Regions from separate parts of the Mus musculus genome. Here region 1 is linked to region 2. A link is a contact called in public HiChIP or PLAC-seq data. All regions are on one chromosome and are shown on one strand. The core of a region is the stretch at or near the end of the contact, and the rest is flanking DNA. Distances in the headings are between cores, read along the strand shown.

The links. HiChIP or PLAC-seq counts read pairs in DNA pulled down with a chosen protein or histone mark.
Region 1: a FOXA1 HiChIP or PLAC-seq map of pancreatic cancer cells shows a contact between it and region 2. The contact joins the enhancer-like site here to the promoter of Suv39h2 in region 2. A contact is called at or near these places in 1 of 39 promoter capture datasets (embryonic stem cells) and 6 of 115 datasets of contacts at active chromatin or transcription factors (astrocytes, bone marrow-derived macrophages, embryonic stem cells and 2 more).

What each region holds. Positions count from the first base shown.
Region 1 is chr2:4,402,612-4,409,066 of GRCm38.p6, forward strand. All of the region lies in intron 1 of Frmd4a (FERM domain containing 4A), which reads left to right. Among named protein-coding and RNA genes, the nearest start is that of Gm23691, 25 kb to the left of the region's middle. Within about 2 kb of position 4,675, at least 51 of the 459 cell types and tissues checked have an H3K27ac peak or open chromatin away from gene starts, as enhancers often do. A contact at or near this core is called in pancreatic cancer cells, where this site is marked.
Region 2 is chr2:3,470,043-3,476,304 of GRCm38.p6, forward strand. It overlaps Suv39h2 (suppressor of variegation 3-9 2), which reads right to left and starts at 4,944. Exons shown (of 6, transcript NM_022724.4): 1 at 4,661-4,944; 2 at 2,460-2,605. The coding sequence starts at 4,904. It also overlaps a transcript of Dclre1c not described here.

The DNA.
Region 1 (6,455 bases), core at 3,425-5,924, 930 kb after region 2:
GCTCAGAAAACCTAGACAGGCACATTTCTAAATATAGGATGGTCCCTGTTCAGTTTTGGATTGATGGCTGCGTTTAACTGCAGGATGGTTCCACTGCCTCTACCCCCAACTCAGCATGGGCTAGCCTCAGCCTTTCCCTAAACCTTTTGATTGATGTGTGGGAAAGCACCAGTCCAAAAAAAAAAAAAAAAAAAAATCAAAAACCCAGGACAAACTGCAGAGTTCATGAAAGGCGGCACAGGCTCTGGGGAAAGTACCTTTAGAGCTGGCTGCAAATCTGCGTCCCTTAGACTTCATGAACCAGGATATGCATGCCTGCATCAAAACATGCAACAGAGTGCTGGGGCCTGGAGAACATTTCATTGTTTGTTGTTTCTGGTCTTTCAATTGCATTAAACTCATTCATCGCTTTTGGCCCCTAAAAATCAGAGTCTCAGATCAGCAGGAAGTCTGGTTTTAGTGTCTTAAGTGTTACTTGACTCTCACAACCTTGAGTTCAGGAGACGGGCTAACTTGTACATTGTCTTCTGTAGACTAAGTGATCCATTTTCTTGCCAGCGAAGTTTTCCCAAGCACAACAGGAATAATAATCCTGTGGCGATTAGATTGGACCGCATTTCATGCTTAGACGTCACAAAGCCTCTTCCATTTACTTTAATTGGAGGTAATATTTGGACATGGTTTGAAATGACGATGTAGGGTCTAGTAAAGGAACATAAAGTTGCCTCTAGAGAAGTTGCCAAGAAGTGAGGGCTAATGTGAGTAGAGATAATATTATATTTATTTATTTTTAAGTTGAGTCTTTTTGGATTATGAGAGAATTGTTTCAATAGACAGGAGGATTGGGTAAATTCTCCGCTCTCTTTTGTTTGAACCAACTATGAGCTGTCACCACTGTTGCTCTATTCTTTTAGTTTTTGTCCTGAACTAATTTGCTTAATAAGACTTCTTTTTATGGCCCTGGGCCTCGGTAATTTTAGACATCTTGACAAGTCCCCTGGTAGCCCAGCAGGTGGCTAGTGCCATTAGTATGATTTTGCCATTGGGGAAACTGAGTCCCCTTGAGGTTCAGCAAGTTTCTGGTTTCTTAATCCATGAGATTTGTATACCAGATGTGTACAGTAGTGATTTAATTGTCCCAGCAAAGTTAGAGCCCAAGGCCAAGATAAGAGATGAGGCATTGTCTGGGTCCTGGAGCTTTGGGAAAGCACGAAGAATGGTAGGTAGGCAAGTGTAGTCGAGGAGAATTCTCTTGAGTCAACCTTGGTCTGAGGGAGAGAAACGTTGCCATTGTTCTATGATAGGAAGTAGAAGACCTGAAACTGTCAAGAAGTCTATTAAGGAGCTGGGCTGGGTGGCTTTTGTCTTTAGGTAATTGTGGGCTGGCCTCCCCAAAGACTGTGACTAATTTTGCTTTCTAATTGCTGAACTTGTGCTCACAGTGTTTATGCTAATGACCTCTTTTCCCAGATATCTCGAAAATCATATTCTTATCATTTACAACTCTACACTTATCCTTATTGCATTTAAACTAATACTCACTGGGTGCCTGAGATCACGAATTTACACTTTAAAGATTACAGCACAACAGTTTTGTTCCAGAGAAAATTCTAGTTTTGTAGGTTGAATTGAGACATACATATGTTAACAGTTAACTAGCTTAGCAAGTTATCTTAAAACATGCCGTACACAGCATCAGAAAGTCTGAGTTCATCACCAGCTTTTTAAGTCTCTCTGGCTCTCTTCTGTCTCTGCCTCTTTCTGTTCCCCTCCTCCTCCCCCTTCCTCCCTTTAGTATTAGGCATTAAACCCAGACATCTTGCATGCTCGATCACACAGTCGTAGGAATTCTAGGGAACTTAGCTACAGAAACCTAGCCCCTTTAACTTTTTTATCTAGAAGTAAGGTCTTACCAAGTGGCTGGAGCTGCTTTAAACCCTCTGTTTAAGGCAGGCAGGCAGACCTTGAACTTGTGGTCCTCCTGCGTCGTCTACCAGAGTAGCAGGGATTGTAGGCATTCACCACTAGCCCTGAATAATCCTTTTCTTTCCTCATTCTTCAGTTCTTTCTCTCGGTTTCTTCCTTTCTTCTTACTATTATCAGATATGTTAGTAAAACTTGTTCTAGAAACCCCTGCTTTGTGTCTCTTGAGAACTTTCCTAGCATCTCAATTGGAGGTGACGTCTGGGGCCTTATAGAAGGGCCTATTCAGCCTATATCCTAGACACTATTCTGTTTGTACTGAAGGAAAAAGAGGGACTGGCTTCCCTACCTTGCCAGGCTTGTAGACAACTCGGGCCTATATTGCCTGTGATATCCCTAAGGTTCTCCTCCTGGATCCATCCATCTCTACCTTGCTCATGTCTGGTCCTGTGCTGTGTAATACTCTCTAGAGGTATAATAAAAAGGAACAAAAGGAGATTCTGGATATCTCTGTAAAGAGAGGCCTGCAGCATGAACAACGAGGGGAGGAACCAACTGTAGAATGTTCTAGAAACCTCTCTACCCTGGGCAACATCTTAGAGTCGTGGGAACCTGGAGAAAGGGGTTCCTAAAATCCAGCTTGCTGGGGAAGGGAGCGATTTGAGTGTTACTCCAGCATTCATTTAGAAGAAAGCACATTGAGAATGTTGTCCACTTCTGGTTTTGTCTTCCCCAGAATAGCTCTCTTTAAGAACACCAGTTAAGAACTGGTGCAGTAGTGTCTGTGGGAGCTGTGGGCTGCAGCATCAGTATTCCACAGGAAGGCCAGGTAACTCCACTGCTTGTTTGGACAGAATCAATGAGAACACAGCTGGTGATGCCACTCTTTCCAGCAACTGAATTCGCCAATTCTCTCCTTGGCCACCCCTTACTCCATCCCTAGGCTGAGCATATCTTTTACAAGCCTGCTCTTAAAGGGAGCCAGGTCCACTACCAGAAACATTGTTCTAGACCTACCGATATAGGTCATCTTTTACAGAAAATGAGCAGAACTGATGTTCAGTGATTATCAAATTCCATGATGCTTATTCTAGACGCCAGTGGCTATATGTCTTCTTTCTGATTCTTAAGGGTATTGGTAAAAACTGGGTACCCCACTCTCTGAAGAAATCCTTACCTTGAAAATAGAAATTCCTGCTTAAGGATTCAAGCTACGGTTGATGATGGGTCACAGGGTTATGGGACCTGAGTTACCAATGGCCTTATTACTACCAAATAGTCCAACAAAAAAACAGATGAGCTGGTGGTCTCAGTTTGAACTGCATGTGTAATCTCCCCACAGTCATGGAAGCTGGCTCTATGTCAGAGCCATCGGGCATAGGATCTCACTGGAGGGAAGTGTCATTTCTCTCCTAGGCAGCATTTTTTGGATTTTTATTGAAAGTGGTATTCCAGGTGTTCATGATATAAGAGGAGCAAAAATTTGTTGTCCACAGTCAGAAGCATTGGCAGGTATACTATAGCCTCTGGCTTTAACTCTGAGCACATCTGCATGTTCCTTCTTGTGCCTGTTTTCATATGTATTTGCCAGTGCATGGTTCTTGCATACTTGGGGAGGGAGGGTAGGTGTGGGCACTGATACATGCACATGTGTGGGCCAGAAGACATCCTCTCACCATTTCTCAGGATCCATTCACTTTCTTTTGGATAAGATGTATCTTAGTGTTCTTGAATCTTTAGGTAGGCTAAGGTAGCCTGGTCAGTGAGCCTCAGGGTCCTTCCACGTCTCTGTCTTTCTGGCCCTGGGAATACAAGGGCATGCTTTTTTTTTTTTTTTTTAAATGCAGACTCTGGGACTTGAACTCAGGTCCGTTACCAAACAGGACTGGCCTCTCCTGCATACTTTTGTCCATTTAACATTGAGTACATATGACCCACTGCTGCTGATGGGAACTTTATAGGGTCTTGAACAAGCAGAGCATGAAGCCATGCTCCAACATTGATCTACAGAGGCCTCATTAGAGATGACGTCACGACCAGGAGTCATTATTATGGTGCAATATACTAAGCCTTCAAACAATAAGTTTTTGTTTTTGGAACAGGGTCTCATTCTGTAGTCCAGATTGGCCTTGGACTTGCTATGTAGCCTGCAGTGACCTCAAACTCATAACCCCCCTGTCTCAGCTTCCCAAATGCTAGGCTTACAGGCAAGAGCCATGACACTTTGTTTTGAGCAATAATTTCCCACTTGAATCAGCTAACATTTCCCCTATAACTTCATGCCTGCTCCCCACCATTTCCACCAGAATTTGCCTGATCTGTCGATGTCCTTGCCTTTCTTTGTCCCTATTGAATGAGCAGTGCATGAAAAAAAAAAAATGATGTGTAATGGGGAGTTAGATTGATGCTGTATGGCGGCAAATGGAAATCAGAATGGGAGCGTCTCCAGGCTGTGCCATTCATAATCGTAAAACACACAATTAACGCTCTCCCCACATGCCTGTAAAGAGACGAATCCAAACTAGGGACCCAAAGAGTGCAGAGCCATCTGGATCTGAGTGACACACCTACACAAGCTGGGTAACTCAGGGCTGGCTTGCTCACTTCCTGGCTGCCTCTGACCACCCTCCAGTAAATATCCAATATTTATTTCTGTGTTGCTCAGAGAGAGAAAGCAGAGAGGGGGGAGGTGGTGAGGACACGAAGCAGACTCAGAGCTGAGCACAATGTGAGGCAGTGTTCTGCCTTCTCAATCCCCCTTTATTGGGTCCGTTGAGTGTTTGGTAACAGAAGAACTATAGAGTGACCAGTGGCACAGATGTAGCCTGCAAGACTTGGCAAGAGTGTGGAGACATGTGCAGAAGGTGACAGACGATGTTAAGAGCCACAGCTATGACTGTGAGGGCCTCAGGGTGCACCCAGAGCTCAGGGCAGCCTGCACAATATATCTGCATGTGATTGAACCATTGAACATTTTGGGGAGAGAGCATTATAGCAATGAAAGAACTGTAGAGATCACTTTTATCAGTGAGAAGATATTCACATTGAGGAGCCTTGCCTACTGGACCAAGGCAAACATCCCTGCCTTGTGGCAGGTATTTACACGATGCATCAGAGTGTGACAAACACAGTGTACACTGTGGCATCTTCTCTGGGTTTGTTATCTAGCCAGGTCTTCCACCTTCTGACTGTAAGACCTGTAGTGAGCTCCCAAATCTCTCTTAGCTTTAGCTTCAGTAAGCGAAGTCACATTCAGAGGCTTGCATGAGAGAACAGCTACGAAGCACCTGAGATGCAAAAGGTGTGCAAGGTGTTTAGCAAAAGACACGAGGGGTCCATGAGGTGGGTCAGTGGGTAGAGGTGCTTGCCATCAATCGTGATAGCCTGAGTTCCATCTCTGGGGCACAAACTGGAAGAGAGCACTAGCTTCCAGGAGACTGCTGACCCTCACATACATGCAGAGTGTGTGGCTCTCCCCACATGCATGGATGGATGGATGAATAGATAGATGGATGGGTAGATAGATAGACAGAATGTTAATTTTTTTCAATAAGAAATTTTGTCTCTGATCTGCTCTTCTGACATTGGAAGGATCAACAATACTAACTCTGCAGAGATTTAGAACATGTTAGGGGTCTAAGAAGAAATGTAGACATAAAATAAGTCATACATTTTCCCTTATAATGCTGAAATGTCATAGAAAGGAGGACAGTGGGGACAAACATTAGCTGACATATTTGTAAAAGTCACCCCAGCCTTTCAGAGAGAGCTCGTGCAGGAAAACACATGACCCTAGCCATCATCATTACTGGAAACAGGGAAACGTTTATTTTAAAAAAAAGGTAGTTAATGGGAATGGGGGTGCCCAGTGATGTAATGGGGGCGTGAGGGAAAATAACCGGGAGATAATGAGAAAGCCTGAGGCTGTGTCTGGGTCTCAGTACATTAAGAGGCATTAAAATAGAGGAAGAAGGAAGGAAGAGAGGAAAGATGATTTGGGCTTTGTGCTAGTGGGTTGCAGCCCCTTACCTTTCTAAAATAATTCTCCAGTTCTCAAAAATGATCAGAAAACTCACAGGCCTTCTAGAGTAGGTAAAATTGAAACTGATGAAGATCATATTGTCTAGTAATGTTAACTGCTACTTAGCATCGAAAGGGAAAGGGAAAACTCCTGTTACGGGCTTCAGATGAATCAGCAGGTGAGGGCCCTTCGTGTCCAAAGTCCAGAGTTTGATCCTCAGGACTCAAAGGTGGTAGAAAAAGAGAACTGACTCCCCTACGTTGTCCCCTGACCCCCGCATAGCACAAGCGTACCCACATTCATAATAAGCAAACAAAGAACTAAACAGGCACTTGAACAGTTAATAAACCTTTAATAATTAATGTACTGCATTAATAGTAGAAACCGTATTACAACCTGAAAATGCAGGATGCTTTTTTGGAGCCCCACCCCCAAATTGCCTCAATCACCCAATCACACTGAAGATCCCAGGATAGTATCCCTGCAAAATGAGAAATTAATATGCCAACTT
Region 2 (6,262 bases), core at 3,694-6,193:
AACATTATTCCAGGCCAGGCCTCTGGAACCAGAGGCAGGTGGACCTCTGTGAGTTTGAGGCCAGCCTGATCTTCAGAACAGAAAAGGCTACCTAGAGAAACCCTGTCTTGAAAAACCAAAAGAAAAAAGAAATTATTCCAAGGATGAGTCCAGTGGTGCAGACTTGTAATCTCAGCTCCTCAGATGGCTAAAATGAAGAGGATTCCATGTTCAAGACTCTTCTGGGCTTCAGAGTGAGCTCAAGGCCAACCTGTGCTACTTTAGCAAGGCTTCATTTCAAAATGAAAAATTAAGGGCTAGGGACTATAACTCAGTGGTAGGGCACTTACCCAGTTCATGCTCCATCAGTGAAACTGGTAACTAAGATGCAGGTATTAGACATACACTGAGAATGACAGGAACACGATGCATCACTGTGGAAGAGCACCTGCTCCAGAAAGATGAGGACCCAAGTTCCAGTCCCAAAGGTCATAAGAAGCCAAGGAAAGTCGCATGCACCTCTAATCCCAGTGCTGCTGGACACAGACAGGATTGCTGAGGTCTGCGGTCTCCCAGCCTAGCTCAGGGTTCAACTAAAGACCAGGTCTCAAAGCAATCAGGCAGAGTGACAAAGCAGAACAACAGAGGTCCTTCTCTGGAACACAGAGCTGGAGGAGAGGAAGAAGGGGATGGGACAGCCCCAAAACTCTACAGAAACAGAAAATAGACTTAGCAGTTTCTTAGGGTCAGTAATTGAAATTTGGGCAGCAGTGGTTAGGTTTGGAGATTCTGTTTAGAGTAATGAAAGAATGCTCTAAAATTGACTGACTCTGTGAATAAACCAAGATTTGAACTGTGTACTTTTAAGCAAATTATATCTCAATAAAATACTATTTTTAAATGAATTAGAAGTAAAATAAAAGAACTAGCTGTGCGAGTAGAGAAGGAAGGCCAAAGGGACCCAAAGGTCAGAAAAGATGTAAATACAGTTTACTGATTCAGAAAGAGCTTAGTATTAAAAAGACACTAGCTGGAAATATACGTTATGCAAATAATGCCCGCACTGACGAGGCTAGAGCATGGTAGCTGTGAGTTCAAGGTCAGCCTGGGACTAAATAGAACAGAAACCAGAGGTTTAGGCAAAGCCCTAAGGAAGTAGACAGTGAGAAAATGGTGACATTTTTGAGAGACTGAGGACAGGGATAACTAGTGATGGAGGTGAGCTGAATGTTAAAGGTTACACTAATGGAAGGAGGGGTGCCTTCAGCTCAGTGTGAGAAAGTAAGGGGAGAGGAAAGAACCAAAATAGTAACAAACACTGGGAAAACCAGGCACAAGAAAAAAGCAACAGGGAAAACCCTGTCCAGTAGAACTGAGCAACATGAGAACAGGAGAAATTTGGGGGTTTGCTGTTTTTCTTTTTTCCACGTGTGGACTGAAAGCATGATTGGAGCTTTATGTTTGCTGGGCTCTAACACGGAGCTGTAGTTTCCTTTAAAAACGTTCTTAAAACTAAGTTTTAAGGAGCCTAAGTTGCGCAAGATGGGCATGAACTTATGAGCTTCCTATTTCAGCCTTGCTAGTCGCTGGGATTCCAGGGCTACCAGGTCCAGCAGGCACAGCTTAATGGAGTTAATGCATATGATCAAACGATACTCTCAGCTGGACTGCTCAGTCTAGGGCTCGTAAACCACGATGGCACATGATTAGGCTCTTTTACTTACGAGCAGGATGCTGAGGGTGTTGGGAGAGATGCTAGACCAAGATCTCTGTGCTGGGGAAGGCAATGCTACCACAGGAAGACAGCATTTCAAAGGATGAAATGCACTTAAGCTCAGCAGAAATGAAAAAAAAAAAAAAATCACATAATTTATGTAGGACTCCTGATTATTTATCTGTAAGATCTTAGATTACTGGCCAGTTCTCAGAGGAAGGCTACAAGTAAATGGATTATGGAAACTATAACTATGGGATTTAGGTAAAATAGATTCTTGGAAGAACTAATTTGCTCACATTGTAAGCTATGAAACAGTGGACTGAAATGATCACACAAGTCAGTCCATCCTATCACACCACACCTGTAGGGCACCGAGTCAGACAGAATGCAGGATGCTTGCTGCTTCTCCTAGAGGACATTCAATATTCTAGAGCTGGCTTGAAACCTGGGTTCCTGCCAGTGATAGGAAATAGGATTCAGGAACAACACGAATTGCAGGACAAACCAATCAGGCCTAACAAATTTGCTCTGGGAATCCATATGCAAACAGTCAAGAGTTGGATGCAGGATATAAACACCCTAAATATTCTAATGCAAAAGCATTTGACGGTTCAGAATCCCCTCAGTGTTGACCGAGTAACTCTATATCTTACAACGTTAAACAAGAAGAGCTTCACTTATATTGAGGCTCTTTTTATGTTAGAGAAACATGAAACACTGCAGTGTGGACAGGTCTCTGCCAAGGGGCTGGACATTGCCTTACCTTTGCTACCTTGTAGTCACACAAGTACTCCACCTCATAATTGTTTAGATTCCTTTTGGTGATTCCAATCGATTTACATGTGAGCTTTTCTTTTCTACATAATTCCTGGAGAGTATCAAGTGAAACTAGGCAAGGCACACACCAGGCTACAATAAGAAAATAGAATTCTTTACCAATAAAATAGCTACTAGGCTGAAACAAAAACTTAAAACCCTCTCAACTGACAATGTTATAGTCTAGAAACACATATAACAAGAAGCTACATATGTGTGTTTAAGAAAAAGTTATAGGATAAAGAACTAGTTTTGGTAAATTGGTTTACTTTCCAGTGGACATCTATCCCACTTTTACCCACATTGCCTAATTCTTGCTTGGCTAATTAAAATATTTCACATCTAAAATTTCTTAGGGTTACATATAAATGCGAAGGTAAAATGAAGTAAATTTTTTTACACAGAATAAAACTGTTCTCCTAATAAACAGCTAAGACATTTTGTTAGAAATATATCTAAAAGATATTCTAAAATGGCCACAACTTAAAAGTAACTTCACTTCTTTTAGTCAGATGATAAGAATTTAAATATGAAATCCATATCCTACTTTTTCCATTTTGTAAAAAGTCGAGAGATTTTAGCTTCATTTATTTTGTGCATGGTAAAATGTATTTTCATCATGCATAAGCCAGAGAATTCTACTTTAAGTGGAGAGCATAGTGAGCTTTGTAATACTTGTTTCCTACAGTTTTCAAGCCAGCAGTTACAAAACAGAATACAAGGTGGAAATATTCCATAAGCCAGACTTGAAAATCAGACATACTAAACAATACCCGTACGGAGGCCAGAAATGAACTGTATTACATCCTGGATTTAAAAATATAATCACACAACTGATGTCTAGAAAAATGTAACAAACTTCACTACCCCTACTATCAGGATAAATACAAGATGATCAAAAGTCCTCTGCTCTACCCGTTGGTGGGTCACCTAGCTACACAACTTTGGGAAAGTCCCAATCTTTTTGTGTATGGGATTCACTGGAAAAAAGTGTGTTTTGTTGAGAACAGAGGTGACCAAAGAAAATGTATCTCTAACTCATCAAGCTGTCTTTAGTTCTCCGAAGTGGTGGGCAAAAACCTTTTTAAGGTAAGTTTCCAGGAAGGGACAGCGTAACCGCTCAAATTTTCCCCGCAGTCCTTCCTCATCCTTCCCAGTAAGGACTTCATTGTCAGAAACCAGTGAGGATAGCTTCCGAACTCCAGTGACTGCAAACAACTCATATTTCTGGCACCTGCAAAAAGACTTTCCTTCAAATTTGCCAGAATACATTTATTTGCTTAGGTGTGGCGGTTTGGAGACAAGAAAGCTGTAAAAAACGTCTCATAAATCGCTTCTAAAAATCTTAAGGCTGTTTTGTCTTAATGCTAATCTCCTTATGCTAATCATCTGCAAAGGAGAGTCCTCTTGTTTATGTAACCAAGTTGTTTGCTGTTTTATTTATCTTTTCAATTTTTACCCCTAGCTGAGAATCTGAAAACACAACACTATAATGGAGGGTGGTGTTGAATCGGAGGATCAACGTACATATATTCGTATGAAAACGTCATAACGAAGCGTTACGTGTAATTACAATGCACCGCCCCTCGCAACAGAAATGCTACATTTTGGGGGCATCTCGAAATGTTAAAAAGAAAAATTGCCAACACTTGGTTTACAAAATCCCACAGCCAAAAATGATGAGAGGAAAACGCCTCATTGTCTAGATTATAACATCCCGTTTATAAAAACCATTCCACCATCCCATCCCCACCACGCTTCAAGGAGGCAAGAGCTACCTACGGGAATAATAGTGTCACCATCTGGGTGGAGCGGAGGAAAGAGCTGGAGAACAACCTTTTCATTCCAGAAGGCTTTGCACAACCCAGACTTTCAAAGGGCGCGCGACTCGAGCGCACGCACGCGCACTGCGTGCCCCGGCTTCAGCATCCACAGAAATAACCTGCAAGTTCCAGCCGGGCCCCCCAAAGTTTCCCGGAGCTCAGGGCTGCGTGTGCAGGCGCTTCACGGCGAGGCCAGACCCGCTCGAACGCAGGCACCAGGGGATTCCCTTTCTCCAGCACCGCACCTCAGCCCCGCCACCACCCCCAACCCCCGGCTCGGAGGTGGCGACCGCTACCGCCGCAGCGCGTGTGCTTTCCTGCTCACCCTTGAATAAGGCACCTCGTGCACACTCGTCGCCAAAGACCGCGGCCCGCGGAGCTCCGGACCACGCTCGCTGGGAGCCGGCGCGCCTCTCGCCCGCAGACGGCCGCGAGCGTCGCGCCGTCAGGGTCTCCGCGCGGCGGCGTCTCGCCGTTCGCCTGGCCTTGGGCCTCGGGGGCGGACCTGGAGCCCGGTGACACCGCGCTCCTGCCTCACTGCCCCGTGCCTTGGCCCTGGCCGCCGCCATCTTGCGGAGCTTTCATTCAAACTGGCGCGGTCAGCCCGAAGAACTCAGCTGGCCACACGCCCCGCCCCGGCCCGCCAGGGACTCCGGAGCGGGGAGGCTGAGAGGAGCGAGGCGTTCTGACGTCAGCGGAGACCGACCCCTGCGGTGGTAGCTACCGCGCCTGCGCCGCACGGTGGGGGCGGGAAGGGGCGGGGCCTTCCGTGGAAACTGGCCCTGCCCGTCGCTGGCTTGTTACTCGCTTTGACTTCGGAGGTCGCTTGCCATGATTCTTCATGCGGTCCCCTGAGTCGCTTCACAAAGACCTGACGTGCCCGCCACAAAACGCAAAATAGGCTGTGCGGGGTTAGTGTGCGCAGGTAGCTCCTTTCCCACTCTTGTTCCTCAGCACTTCAACCCAACGAAGCCCCACTACTTTTCCTTTCACTCCACACCACCAGGACTCAGGATCTTAAAATTTGACTGCATGTTGGGTTCACCTGGAGAGGTGCTGTCTGTTTAAACCACTCAAAGAGATTCTGATGAGTTGATGTGGCCATGTAGCAGCTGGACTCAAAGGAAAAGCCTGACAATTGTGAGAATCCAACCAACCCCGCCAAGAACCCTCTTAGTTAAGGCAAACGTAAAAGGTACACTTAGGACAAGGACTTACTAACATTAACAGACTTAAGCTGAGGGCAGGTTTTAGCCATATATGCTTGGGGAGAGTCAGGTCGTTCTCGGTTTTACCACTGTAAATCTGAAAACTTGTAAGAGGAACCATTATACACAAAAGACCATCGGCAATTCTGTAAGCCAGTCATGTCAATGCTATTCACAAGCACATACTGCCTGTCTTCTCTTCAGCCAAAACAGCCTAGCTGCCTTGACCTCTCCATTGCTCCCCTTCCAGCCACTTCCCACCCAGCTAAGGAGACTTTAAAACAGAAAATGAAACAAGCCTCAGACTTGCTTTGTCTGAGAAGCATGTTCAAGTCCTGACCCTTTTGCTTCCACTTTGGTGAGCTGGAATTACAGGTGCTAGCCAAAGCTCCCTTCTCCCCCAATAAACACTTTAAACTGGAAATCACGGTCTAGATCAAAGAACTGACTGACTCCCCTTCATGTGCTGCTCCCTCTCACGTGACTAGATTTAACTCAAATGTTACTTCTTCAGAGGCCACTCAGGCATTCTGTCTGGCTTTGTTCTCTAGCTCTTCTTTAAAAGCTTTTGTCAAAAAACGGTCAGGGTAGAGTCTTACAAATATTTTTGGTCTTGCTAAGTTTTATTTTAAAAATTGGCAAAGGATGCTGGAAGCAGAGGATAGCTTGGTGGAATAGCAGTTGTCTGATAGATCCAAGGCTCTGTGTTTTTTTGTTTG